2 separate regions of the Zea mays genome follow, and region 1 is linked to region 2. Evidence: chromatin contacts called from public Hi-C data. All regions are on one chromosome and are shown on one strand. The core of a region is the stretch at or near the end of the contact, and the rest is flanking DNA. Distances in the headings are between cores, read along the strand shown. Region 1 holds the start of LOC100272623 (putative vesicle-associated membrane protein family protein). Region 2 holds the start of LOC100285845 (23S RNA methyltransferase 1).

Region 1 (6,364 bases), core at 1,074-3,573, 160 kb after region 2:
TTAGGCCGATTGGACCACCACACCAATCGGAAAGGACGGAAGGTCATAATGTTCAATTAAGACCTAACGTACCTGCATGGACACCTCCACCACCATATCCACCTATGCCATATCCATACACATACATACCTCCACCATATGTCCCAAATCAAATGTGGGGCATGCCACCATATCCATTTGGGATGCCACAGTACCCCGCTTGGGGGGCACCCCAAACATCTGTATTCAATAGGTTGACACCTCCAGTACAAGACCGATTGAGAGCCCCTCAATCTGGTCCACGAGCACAGGCCCAGCAAGATTGCCGAACAACTCAGCCCCAAAGGCTGACTAACCCGGCAGGGGGACATACAGCTATAACCTCCAACAGTACGAAAAAGGGAGAGGTCATTAGAATAGGAGCGACAGATGTCGTCGTACAACAAAATAACGAAGGGCCGGTGATTTTTGGTGAATCGGCCAACACAAACAAAAAAGAAAGTACGACTGTCAATAAAATAGCCGATCCAAAATACTCCATGCCCCGATGGTGTCCATCGGGATTGACACGATCGCAAAAGCGAAAATTACAGCGCCTCAGAGCAAAGGAGAATCAGGAAAAAGAGGCAGAAAGAATATTCAATGACACGCATCCGCAGTATCCGCCACCGCAAAAGAGATGGAGACCAAAGGCCGTTGAGAAAAGTCAAACGGCCGCAAAGATAGTAAATAAAACAACAACTGTGCATCTCTCTGCAGGTATGGTAGACTGTCCGGCTATAAAGGCCGGATCATCTGCACAGGACGCGGACCATCCGACCCCTGAGGCCGAACCATCCGCACTACACCAAGACACCTCCGACGACGTACCGACGCCCATGGAGGAAGACGACCTGCATGGAGAAGACCTGGTCGACTACGGAGCTACGCCAGAACACTTAGAGAATTAGGAAGACAAGGTGACGAATTGGTCAGGACCAGTATGACGCTCGGCGATGTTGGGACTGACAGTTCGATCAAATCTAAAGGGATCACGTCCGTTGAGTCAACCATCGAGACCAAGGCCACTGCGTACCATCCTAGTAAGTGGCAAGATGCCTAAGAAAACCGATGTGATAACATCGAGTTAGTTGCTTTTGGTTCGCCCAGCTCCACCAAAAGGCAGGGGGGCATATGTTCGAACCAGAATTGAGCGTGCGGACGGTCCGGCCCTGAGGCCGGACGGTCCGCGGTCCGGACGGTCCGCGCCTGTGGGCCGGACGGTCCGCGCGTGCGCAGAACAGATTAGGGTTCCGAGTTTTGTGCTACGGTTGTTAGCTATATTCGCGAGATTAGCTCGGAATCAGTTGTGTAAAGGGTCCAGCCCCCCTCCTCTATAAATAGAGAGGTCTACGGCCGATTTGTAATCATCAACAATCGAATCAATACAACTTCTATTTCGCATTTTATCCTAGGAGTAGTTCTAGTCTAGTTTAGGTTTAGCCTTCCAATCCTCAATTCTTCGTCTCTCTTCGACTCTACGTCGATTAGAGGAGTCTAGGTCGGCCGGCCCGAGCCTAGACACCACCTAGGATCTCTCCTCCTCGACGGGGTCCCTCCCGGGAGCGAGATCCAGGCGCCGTCAGCGGTCTTCCGCCGCCCCTGCGCACGCGCGGACCGTCCGGCCCTAGGGCGCGGACCGTCCGGCCGTCAGGCAGGGAACTCGGGCTCCTGCACCAGGCCGCGGACCGTCCGGCCCTGTGCCGCGGACCGTCCGCGCCTGACCAGAAAGCACCGCCGCCTCGCACCAGGCCGCGGACCGTCCGGCCCCCACGCGCGGACCGTCCGCCCCTGTGCAGAGAGCACCGCCGCCGGTTCTTCTTGAGTATTTGGCGCTCCGAAAAGGCGTCAACAAAGTGGTATTGATTCGATTGATGATTACAAATTGACCGTATACCTCTCTATTTATAGAGGAGGGGTTGGACTCTTTACAAACTAATTTCCGAGTGAATCCCGTGAATTTAGCTAACAACCGTAGCATAAAACTCGGAACCCTAATCTATTCTGCACTTGCGCGGACCGTCCGGCCCACAGGCGCGGACCGTCCGGCCTCAGGGCCGGACCGTCCGCCGGCTCACTTTGGTTCCAAACAGTTTTATAGCTTAGGGGGTAAAACAGATTGGACTCGAAAAAAAAATGTTTTAGAACGTCACGGTGACAATCTGTGCGACGAGTCCGTGACCATCACAAGCCGGTCCAAAAATAAGCGTATCCACAGGGTGGCTGTCATCCCCTCGCCGTGGTCGTAGCGAGTGCCTATAAACAGCGCGGTGCGCGTACGCGCGCGGAATGTTGGGGGCGCACCGGTCAAACAGGCTCAGGAGGAGGTTCTCTCTTGTCCTACCTCTTCGCTCCCGGCTCCCCTCCATCTCTTTCGCCACACGCGCGAGAGGGGGGAGAGGAAACAGCTAGCAGCGAGCGAGGAACGAAGAGGGTGCTTCGCACGTGCATGTGAGATCGGGCGATCCCGATCGTCGGCCGGCGCGAACTAACGACGACGTACGTGCGACCGGGCCGGGCGTTGTAGGACGGCGCGCGCGATGGGCAAGATCGAGTACGGCGTGGTGGCGCGCGGCGCGGTGGTGCTGGCGGAGCACTACGGCGCGGCGGCGGCGGGCGGCAACGCGGGCGCCGTGGCGCGGCAGGTCCTGGAGCGCCTCCCTGGCGGCGGCGACGACGACTGCAACGTGTCGTACACGCAGGACCTCCACGTGTTCCACGTCAAGCGCACCGACGGCCTCACGGCGCTCTGCATGGCCGACGACGCCGCCGGGCGTAAGCACCAGTGCACGTTTTGGTCGTCGTCGATCGTCGCAACCAACCTGCAGTTTGGTAATGATGATGATATGGTCAGAAACTCACAATAGATCGATGTGGCATTTCTGGATCAGGGCGTGTCCCCTTCGCGTTCCTGGAGGACATCCACGGGAGGTTCGTCAAGGCGTACGGCCGCGCGGCGCTCACCGCGCTGGCGTACGCCATGAACGACGAGTTCTCCCGCGTTCTGGCCCAGCAGATGGACTACTACTCCAACGACGCCAGCGCGGACAGGATAAATCGCATGAGGGGAGAGATGGACCAGGTGCTCCTTCCTACGCCATTGCCAACTTGTTCTTGTTCTTCTTCTTCTTCCATTATATTGGCGGCTTGACTGAAACGTTAATCTGCTTGCAGGTCCGGAGCGTGATGATGGACAACATCGACAGGGTGCTGGAGAGGGGTGACCGTCTGGAGGTGCTGGTGGACAAGACGGCAACCATGCAGGGGAACACGATGCGCTTCAAGCGCCAAGCTCGCCGCTTCAGGAACACCATGTGGTGGAGGAACGTCAAGCTCACGTACGCCATGTTCTTGTTGTTGTCTTGCACATTTTAGGGTAACAATCGCCTGTCCCTGTAACTCTTCCACTGGTCTTTTTGCAGAGCTGCAGTGATATTCATCCTCACCGTAATTGTGTACGTCCTGCTCGCCTACATGTGTCGCGGCTTCACCATACCGTCATGCTTTCCGTAATCTCCATCCGTCCCGGTGCCAGTGCGGACCACCAGCCCTAGCTCTAGCTGCATCACAACTTGGTTTTCCGGGTTCTGTAACAGCAGCAGCGGTGCTGCAGTTCTTTCTCTCTTGTACGAGGGAAACAACAGCTCATTCTGAAGTTCTGCAACAACCAGATCTGATTTTTTTTTTAAAAAAAAGATGGTAGTCAAATGGGAAAGCTTTCCCACCTGATTTTTTATCATTAAACACACGAACTTCTGAAAACAGAGCAAATGTGCAGTCGTGGAAGGCCGAGCTCCTCTCCGTGAGGAGAAAGAAACCAATACGGCAGGCAGACTTGGTTAATATTTCATAAATGATACTCTCATACGGAGTAAGACTCAAAAGCAACAGCTTGCTTATAGTACAAATAGTAAGTTAGCCTGCCCAGACAATGGCAGTGTCACAAACAACTGAATGATCACCAAGTACGGGGCGTTCCCCCCTTAGGGCTTGTTCGGTTATTTCCAATCCATATGGATTGAAGGGGATTGATACGGATTGGAGGGGATTTTGACTTATTGGGGATTGAAACCCCCTCAATCCCTATGGATTGGGGTATAACCGAACAAGCCCTTACGCGTAGTAATTCAAGCTGGACTTCTTCTTTGCCTGCACTTGGATGATCCCCTCGTTGAAATCCTCGTGGGTAACCTCTGTAGCATCTCGGCGTAGAGCGAGCATGCCAGCCTCTACGCAAACAGCCTTTAGCTGAGCGCCATTGAAATCATCGGTTGAACGCGCCAACTCTTCAAAGTTGACATCTGGATTCACATTCATTTTCCTCGAGTGGATCTACACAACATAGATCGGCGTTATTTTGGAACCTTTAGTGCTAGTTTGGGAGCCACAAAACCGAAGGGGATTGGAGGGGCTAGAATCCCTTTCTTATTCAAAATTAAATAAGAAAGGGATTCTAGTCCCTCCAATCACATTCGGTTTTGTGGCTTCCAAACTAGACCTTAGGGGGGAAGATATCAACAGTTTTGGAGCAAATACTGGGGGAGGCCATACTGAGCTAGTACAACATATTTTAGTGGCCCGAGCAAAATACCTGCAGGATTCTAGCTCTTGCTTCCTCTGATGGATGAGGGAACTCAATCTTCCGGTCCAGACGACCAGATCTCATCAGAGCAGGATCAAGAATATCAGCACGATTTGTTGCAGCTATCACCTGTAAGCCACACAACAATCAAACGTTTAGTACACCAGATATTAAATAAGACATTGGGAAAAAATATCAGTTCATCTATCTCTCATATCATGATCAATAGAGGTAACTTTATACCTTCTCAACCTGCAACTGAACAAAACCTGAGACAAAGCATCAAGACTGTAATAACTAATAGGTTTGAGGTTGAATGCTGACCTTTATCCTCTCATCGCTGCTAAATCCATCAAGCTGGTTCAGCAATTCCAACATTGTCCTTTGCACTTCTCTATCACCACTAACTTCACTGTAGTAAAATGAAACAAAGAAAAATATTAGGAGACTCTTGCACTCACAAAAAGCAATTGTGCTCACAAGTTAATTAGTAAAGGAGAACACATCGTATGAGTTAAGAACAAATAATCATCATAATAACACACTAACCAAAAGTTTTCAAATTATTTATCCACCAAAGCTAACAAGTTAGCAACAGGTGAGAAAATCAGGATGTGCAAAATACAGCTGCAAATGGCATTTTGTTGAAATTGTCAAGGAAAATTTGACCACACCATATATTAACCAAATTTAATCACTAAGCTTGTTAAAATGTCTATCAAACTTGGTCACAAACTGATGTAGGTTAAAAGGTGTTAGGAAAGACATTAGACTGGATGACAAACTAAATAAAAAATGTACCTGTCAAAACGCTTTGTTCCAATGGCATCAATTTCATCAATAAAGATGATGCACGGGGCTTTCTCCTTAGCAAGCTGAAAAGCATCTCTAACAAGCTTAGCTCCATCACCAATGAACATCTGAAACAATTCACAAAGATGTTAATGTTCGTCTAAATTAAACTAAGAAAAGATAATCAATAATAGAACTGAAAATTGACCTCGCAGTATTTCAGGAAAAAAAGTGTCAACAATTATGGGATAAATATTCTAGCAATTAAAATGGAGCTTAGATTCATATCCTAATATATATAATGCCTAAAATCAATCTACAACTTCGATTTCCACCCAGTATGCAGGTGCCAAATAATGTCTCTAAAGGCATTGATTGCCAAAAACAGTTTGCAGTAATGAATCACACTGTTCAATTATCTAAATCACAAGTTGTTTACCAGGCCAACTGTAACCCGCAAATCACAAACAGAATGTAAAATGCTCAAATGGTTAGTTGGAGAGCCTTAGGAACCCTAGCATCTGTATAATATATTTCACGGATTTAATTACCTACCTGGACAAGTTGTGGACCAGCCAATTTCAGAAATGTTGCATTTGTCTGTGCAGCGCATGCACGAGCCATGAGCGTTTTCCCAGTCCCAGGGGGTCCATACAAAAGAACCCCTTTGGGGGGACGAATGCCCAATTTTTGAAATCGGTCCTTGTGTGTCATTGGTAACACTATTGCTTCCACAAGCTCTTGAATCTGTGTTATACCAAACATCATATTACTGCTTGCTTGCAATGTAACAAATCCACAACAGTAGTGCTGATATAACAGTTAACCCCCAGTTCTGGAAAGCAAATTACCTGTTTCTCAAGTCCGCCAATGTCATTGTAATCCTCAGTAGGTTTCTCATCTACTTCCATTGCCTTAACCCGTGAGTCATACTCTGAAGGCAATGTATCTAGTATCAAGTAGCTGTCTTTG
Region 2 (5,657 bases), core at 296-2,795:
CTCGTATCTTTACCCCGAAATATCTTCGCCACAAATTTTCCACCAACTTTGAGTACATGAGTCACGATAGCCAATGCCTAATTGCACGGTGGTACATAAATTAAACAGAGAACATAAGCTACCGTGACAATTCAAAATGAAGATGATAAAGTTATCCCATAATTGACATAAAGAGCAAGTAGTTAGAAAGGCGATTCTTCAACATAGCTGCTACACCGGTACACCCAAACTCAAAATTGAACTTATCCCCCCCCCCCCCCCCCCCCCCCCTCTTAACCCCCCAAATAATGTGAATCATTAATGACAGAGCATGGTGACCCAAATTGGATACTGGTTGCCAGATAAATAAAACTTACCGCGAGTATAAGCTGGGACTGAACAAATTCGTCCATATCATGAAGTCCGGTAACTGTAGTCACCCAAAAGAGCAATAATCATGTAATCCTCACTAGTGATAAAAATTGCAAAACAACCAAGTCTCTTGCACTGATATGATATCTTACCATCCGGGGCTCCATCGCAAACAACCAAGTCTGCTTTGCATCCATCAAAATGCCTAATGACCTGACAGGAAATCCATACTAGTTAGTCACAGCCAGCTAACTGCGGCAACAACAAAAAAGCTACACGTCTTTTACTTCTGTCTCACCACGTCTGCTGTCCGAGCATTGGTGATGTCGCCCTGCACTTGTATAACACCTTCTATTGGGGCCATCGGTTGCAAGTCAATTGCGACGATGAGAGGAAGATCACCTTCCCTAGTAGCACAACATAACAGAACCAAGGAGAGCAAAAGTGCAAAACGAGGCCATCAGATATCCACAACAGAACTATGCAAGAACAGACTGCGACACACAGGCACTGACTCTTACTTGCAATCAGAAGACTGTTTTGCTGGTACATACAGGTTCCGGCTCAAAACCTGCAAGTGGCAATAGGGAATCAAGCAATCAGTTGGGGAAAAAACACTGGTACGGATGGGTTACTGAGCACGAGCACAAGGATACCTGGCTCCAACTTCCGGGAGCAGCACACAGGTCAACCACATGCTTCACTCCTATATAGGAGGAAAAAGGGGATATGTTTCATCAGATCGTTAATTCGCTAGTGTTCGTTCGTGGTCTGCTACAGCTACAACATACAAGCATGTGAAGGTGAGCAAGCAGGTAAGTCGAGCTGATACCATGGAAGATGTTGAACTCCTGGTCTATCTGGAGGAGCTTGAAGGCGCTGCGAGCTCTCCAGCCTTCCTCTTTGGCCTTCCGGTAGTAGATGTCCTGAGCGACCGGCGCCGCAGAGCAGTGAGAAGCGGGGAAACGCAAGAGCAGAGTGGGAGCTGGGTGGAGAGGCGAAGGTAGCGTACCCTCTTGTCCTTGGAGGCCTTGCCCATGACGACGACGAGGCGAACCGAGGGAGGGGGCGACGGCGGCGGCTGAGGGCGGGACGCCGGGGCGGAGCGAGCGAGTAGTCGGAGGAGGACGTGGTGGCGCCGCCTAATTTTTTTGAGCCCACTGGGCTTTTAGACGGCCCAAGAAAAACCGTGTCGTTCCAATTCAGAAATCAGAAGCTTCAGCAGCGGCGGCGGTCAGAACCGGCGTGAGCTTGAAGCCACCGTCGGCGGCAGGCGGTGGGCGGAGCGGCCTGGCGTCGTGCTCGTGCGTTCTCGCCTTGGATTGGTTAAATCAAATCGGCCACAGACTTTACCCGATCGTGATGATTTCTCATTCAGTATAGGTACAAGTGCAAGTATAATGATTTAAAGAAACAGAATACTTATTATGTGGATAGCTTAGGAATAGTGGAGACTTTTTTAAAAAGATTTTGGATTGGAGCTGAATATTTTTTGGTGAATGGATCAAAAAATATTTTTGATAAGCTTGAAGAGAAACAACTGCCAGGTTTCAAGCTGCTGAATTGGTAAGCTATGGCCCATTTTAATTCTACTAAGTTTAAACAGAAATCTATCAATTTCACAGCTGCCATGTTTTTCAACGGTATTTTTTTCGTTGTGTCATTTATGCCCAAGTGTTATTTCCTATTGTATGGACTGCAGTGTTATTTAAACTACGTTCAAACTGTTGAGAACTACGTCACCACGGATCACCAGATCCACTCCCTTCCCTCCCGTCAGCAGTAGAGGCGCAAGAAGCTGTAGAAGACCCGTCTCCCTTCCCATAAGCACGACAGCGTAACACACGAGACACTGGATATAAGGTTGGGCCTCTGGCCTCTTTCTGATCTCTGTATTATGAAGGGGTGTACAGGTTCCTTATATAGAGATGTGAGACCCCTCAGGGGCAAAGCAGGTATTTGCCCACATAACCCTAACTAGGGTTACTTAACACTCCCCCTTGGGCGAATACCGCAACCAACACATGCCTCGTTAAAACTCCGAAAAACCCAGTGGGAAAAATGTGGAGAAAGAGTGCATGGTGATACAAATTGCATTTGCACTTTGTTGCCTCGTTAAAAACCTCATGTGAGAAACTTCAAAAAAACTCACCAAGGGAAAAAGAGTACAACAGTTGTCATCGGGACAGATTTCGATCCTCTGAGATCTAGATTCTATCGAATCTTCTACAGGGGCTAACTTTAGAAATGTGCTCCCCCTGATCCTTGCAAAATCGTATCAATAAGGCAAAACATCTTCTTCTAGAAGTATATGCACATAAAGATTTAGCAAACGGATTGCATATCCTTGCAAGGACTATTTCAGAAACTTTACCTCAACTCACTTCTAGGATATACGAGGTAAGTGCACGTATCAATACAAATAAGCCACTTTGATTGATGGTGTTCGATCGACTGGATCTATATATTTGATAGAAAGTTCCATAAAGGTTCACATATTGATCATCAAGCTGACGCCTTCAGGGCATAGAATATGACATTTATTGTCTCACGATTGTGATCAATATAAGCATTCGCTCCCCCTGACGATGACATCTGTCAAAGTCGTTATCCCTCGTAACTTAAGCATATTCTTCAAGATATATGTCTCATTGTTCATCTGGAATAACGAGAATGGATGAGGTTGGGGTGCTATCATTTTCTATCTTACACCACAATTTGTACATAGTTGTGCAAAGCAAATAACATGTCCTTCAATAGGACTTAGGGGATAATATAGTTGCAATAGTACATATTCTAAATATGACACATCGCTCTAGACGTTCATCCATTGCAACATCTATGATGGTGTAACAAAAGTCCATCAAAGATCGTAATCCATCAGGGATTTTTCATGGATCAGATACATCGTTATAGTCTATCATTCTGGCACAATGGGGATATTATGCCAGTAACACCTAAACCTTATAGGTTTTTGCCATCAGGGCTTTAGAGGATATCGTAATTCCACATCTAGTGGAAATTACCATGAGTAAAACTCATGGAATGCACATGTGCTTATTCGGTGAACTTCAAGTCCTTTGGTACCTCATCTTATTTCTTTTCGGGTCTATATGGGTCTTTATCCCTTTATAGGGATTATCAAACTTTGGTGTTTAACACAGACTTTATTTCTTCTGGAAAGGTTCCATCTAGGAACTATAATCTCAAATAGGAGATATTCTCTCTACATAGGAGAGTGTTCATTCGTCGGGAATGTATTATTCGGTACTAGATTTATATGTTGCATATTTATAATTCAAAGATATGAGTCCTCCTAGGATCTCATGACAGATCTTCAGAATCATATTAACTGCATATTTTAATTCATGCCATTTGCCAGATATATTACATAGCGGAACAGTGTTTATTCAACACATATGTGGGATAGGTCTCTCACAAGACCACTTGAACCATCGCATTCACCACACATTATTTCAATAGTGCCCATAAATGTCCGAATTTCAAGCTCGCGACTTTCATTTTGCGATTATTGGTTCAGCCTCGATTGCATTTATCAATGACCCGATAAGAGAGCTTCATGCACTCATGCCTAGGACTTTGTTTTGGATCCCTTTGCAATCTATAGAGGCAAGATAAGTGTCGACATATTTGTCTCCCACATTTAATAATGATCTCTGTCATTTCCCAAAACGAAAGATTCATTGTTCCGTATTCCCAGCACAATGATATTGCGCGCATTGCTAGGAATTTCATCATCAAGATGAACCTCTTCGTGAGGCAGATCACCATCAAGGTGAATTAATCGGAGGAGAGTTATTACAGACCACGTGAATCTGCAATCAGAGCATATGCTTTGACTAAGGTTGATGGATCATATTCGCAGGCGTCCCCGAGAATAGATCAAATACCAATAAGTCAAATGTGGATATGATATTAATCCCGGGTATATCCACATCTACATCAGGTAGAAGCATTCAGACCAATATGGTTACTCCTCAACAATTTCTGGCAAACTCCATATACACAGGAGTACACACCGAACGACAGGTTCAGTTTGGCTTTTGTGCGTTTAATAGAATATTGAGGCATTACATTATATGGGCATTCCTCCCCCTAATGCCGAGATGTTCTAAAAGCATACAGATAATATCCCCAACCACAATCATCCAGTTGTGGCCAATGTATGCTATTGTGGTGATTTATTTGGGAAATCTTACGCACCTTACAGATAGGGGTTTTATGCAGTGAGCTTTGGACTTAGATTAATGTAGTGGCATGAATACTACATATTTGTCCTTCACATGAAGGTTAGTCTCGACATCCAGCGAGACACGCAACAACAAGTTGCTTCATGGTTACAATTCTGCAAACTTATTGTTATTATTACCAAATGCACAGTCAATCATTAAGGTTTAGACTAACATGCACAACACTATTTTATCCATAAGGCTTCTTCAGGGGCTCATGAATACCATTCGTCATTTGGAGCCATTAGTTGACTTCAGATCAATAAGTAAAATGACCATCAGGGTCTAACGCTCACAAAGACATTCACTGGTTGCATTGTGCTTTGAGGCACATAGGAAAATGTGTGTTTATATTGGTAGTAAAGTGCACGACATCAGGCCAATGCTGCCAAGCAGAGATTTTTATATGCAGAGATGTATAGTCCAGCTCGTTTTATTATTGCCCATTGTTTACCCAATTACTCATACCGATCTGAAATTGGGTATCAATTTATGCAACATTTTTAGGTATTATAATTTTGAGAGAGAATTTATAACAATAGTTAATAATTTGTGATGCTGCCAGCAGGACAAACATTTCTTCTCATATTATATACCAATTTGTTCTATAAAGCATTATTTCGATCTCTTCGTTGTTCGACAAAAAGAGAAGCTTTGGAATAGAACAGACAAGGCCAAGAATTCATTTTATCTGGGAAAATCACCATATAACTAGCTTTTGATGAAGCAAATGATGATAACTGCTTGGCAAGAACGAAACAATACTGGTATCCGCCTAGGATCCATCTTCAACAACAGATAGTACTACTCTCATACGAAGGAGTCATCAGGACTAGGGAGAATACAACAGGTCTCCATAAGATCTTTATATTTCTATCACAAATTATCATCACTAGTAGTCTAGTGGTCAAGACATATGGCTCTTCTGGCTCCGAGGACCAAGAATATGTTAATGTCTAATTTAGCTACAAGCTTTGTGGTGATGTGGGATTTTATAGTTATTTGTCTACTCTTCTCACTTCTGGTAGATCGGAGGTAGATAATGGTAAGCATGCC

What was found. A called contact is a pair of places that touch in the nucleus more often than the background predicts.
Region 1: a Hi-C map of leaf shows a contact between it and region 2, with 5 times the contacts expected there. The contact joins the promoter of LOC100272623 here to the promoter of LOC100285845 in region 2. A contact is called at or near these places in 5 of 25 Hi-C or Micro-C datasets (bundle sheath, ear, leaf and 1 more).

The regions. Positions count from the first base shown.
Region 1 is chr5:222,736,628-222,742,991 of Zm-B73-REFERENCE-NAM-5.0, forward strand. It overlaps LOC100272623 (putative vesicle-associated membrane protein family protein), which reads left to right and starts at 2,324. Exons shown (of 4, transcript NM_001147086.1): 1 at 2,324-2,793; 2 at 2,910-3,100; 3 at 3,193-3,356; 4 at 3,441-3,891. The coding sequence starts at 2,559. The coding sequence ends at 3,531. It overlaps LOC100273594, which reads right to left. Exons shown (of 9, transcript NM_001148011.2): 4 at 6,244-6,364; 5 at 5,948-6,139; 6 at 5,402-5,520; 7 at 4,925-5,012; 8 at 4,610-4,729; 9 at 3,832-4,350. The coding sequence ends at 4,132.
Region 2 is chr5:222,579,846-222,585,502 of Zm-B73-REFERENCE-NAM-5.0, forward strand. LOC100285845 (23S RNA methyltransferase 1) reads right to left here and starts at 1,546. Exons shown (of 11, transcript NM_001158735.2): 1 at 1,364-1,546; 2 at 1,184-1,277; 3 at 1,008-1,057; 4 at 873-922; 5 at 650-758; 6 at 504-564; 7 at 357-409; 8 at 1-77. The coding sequence starts at 1,390.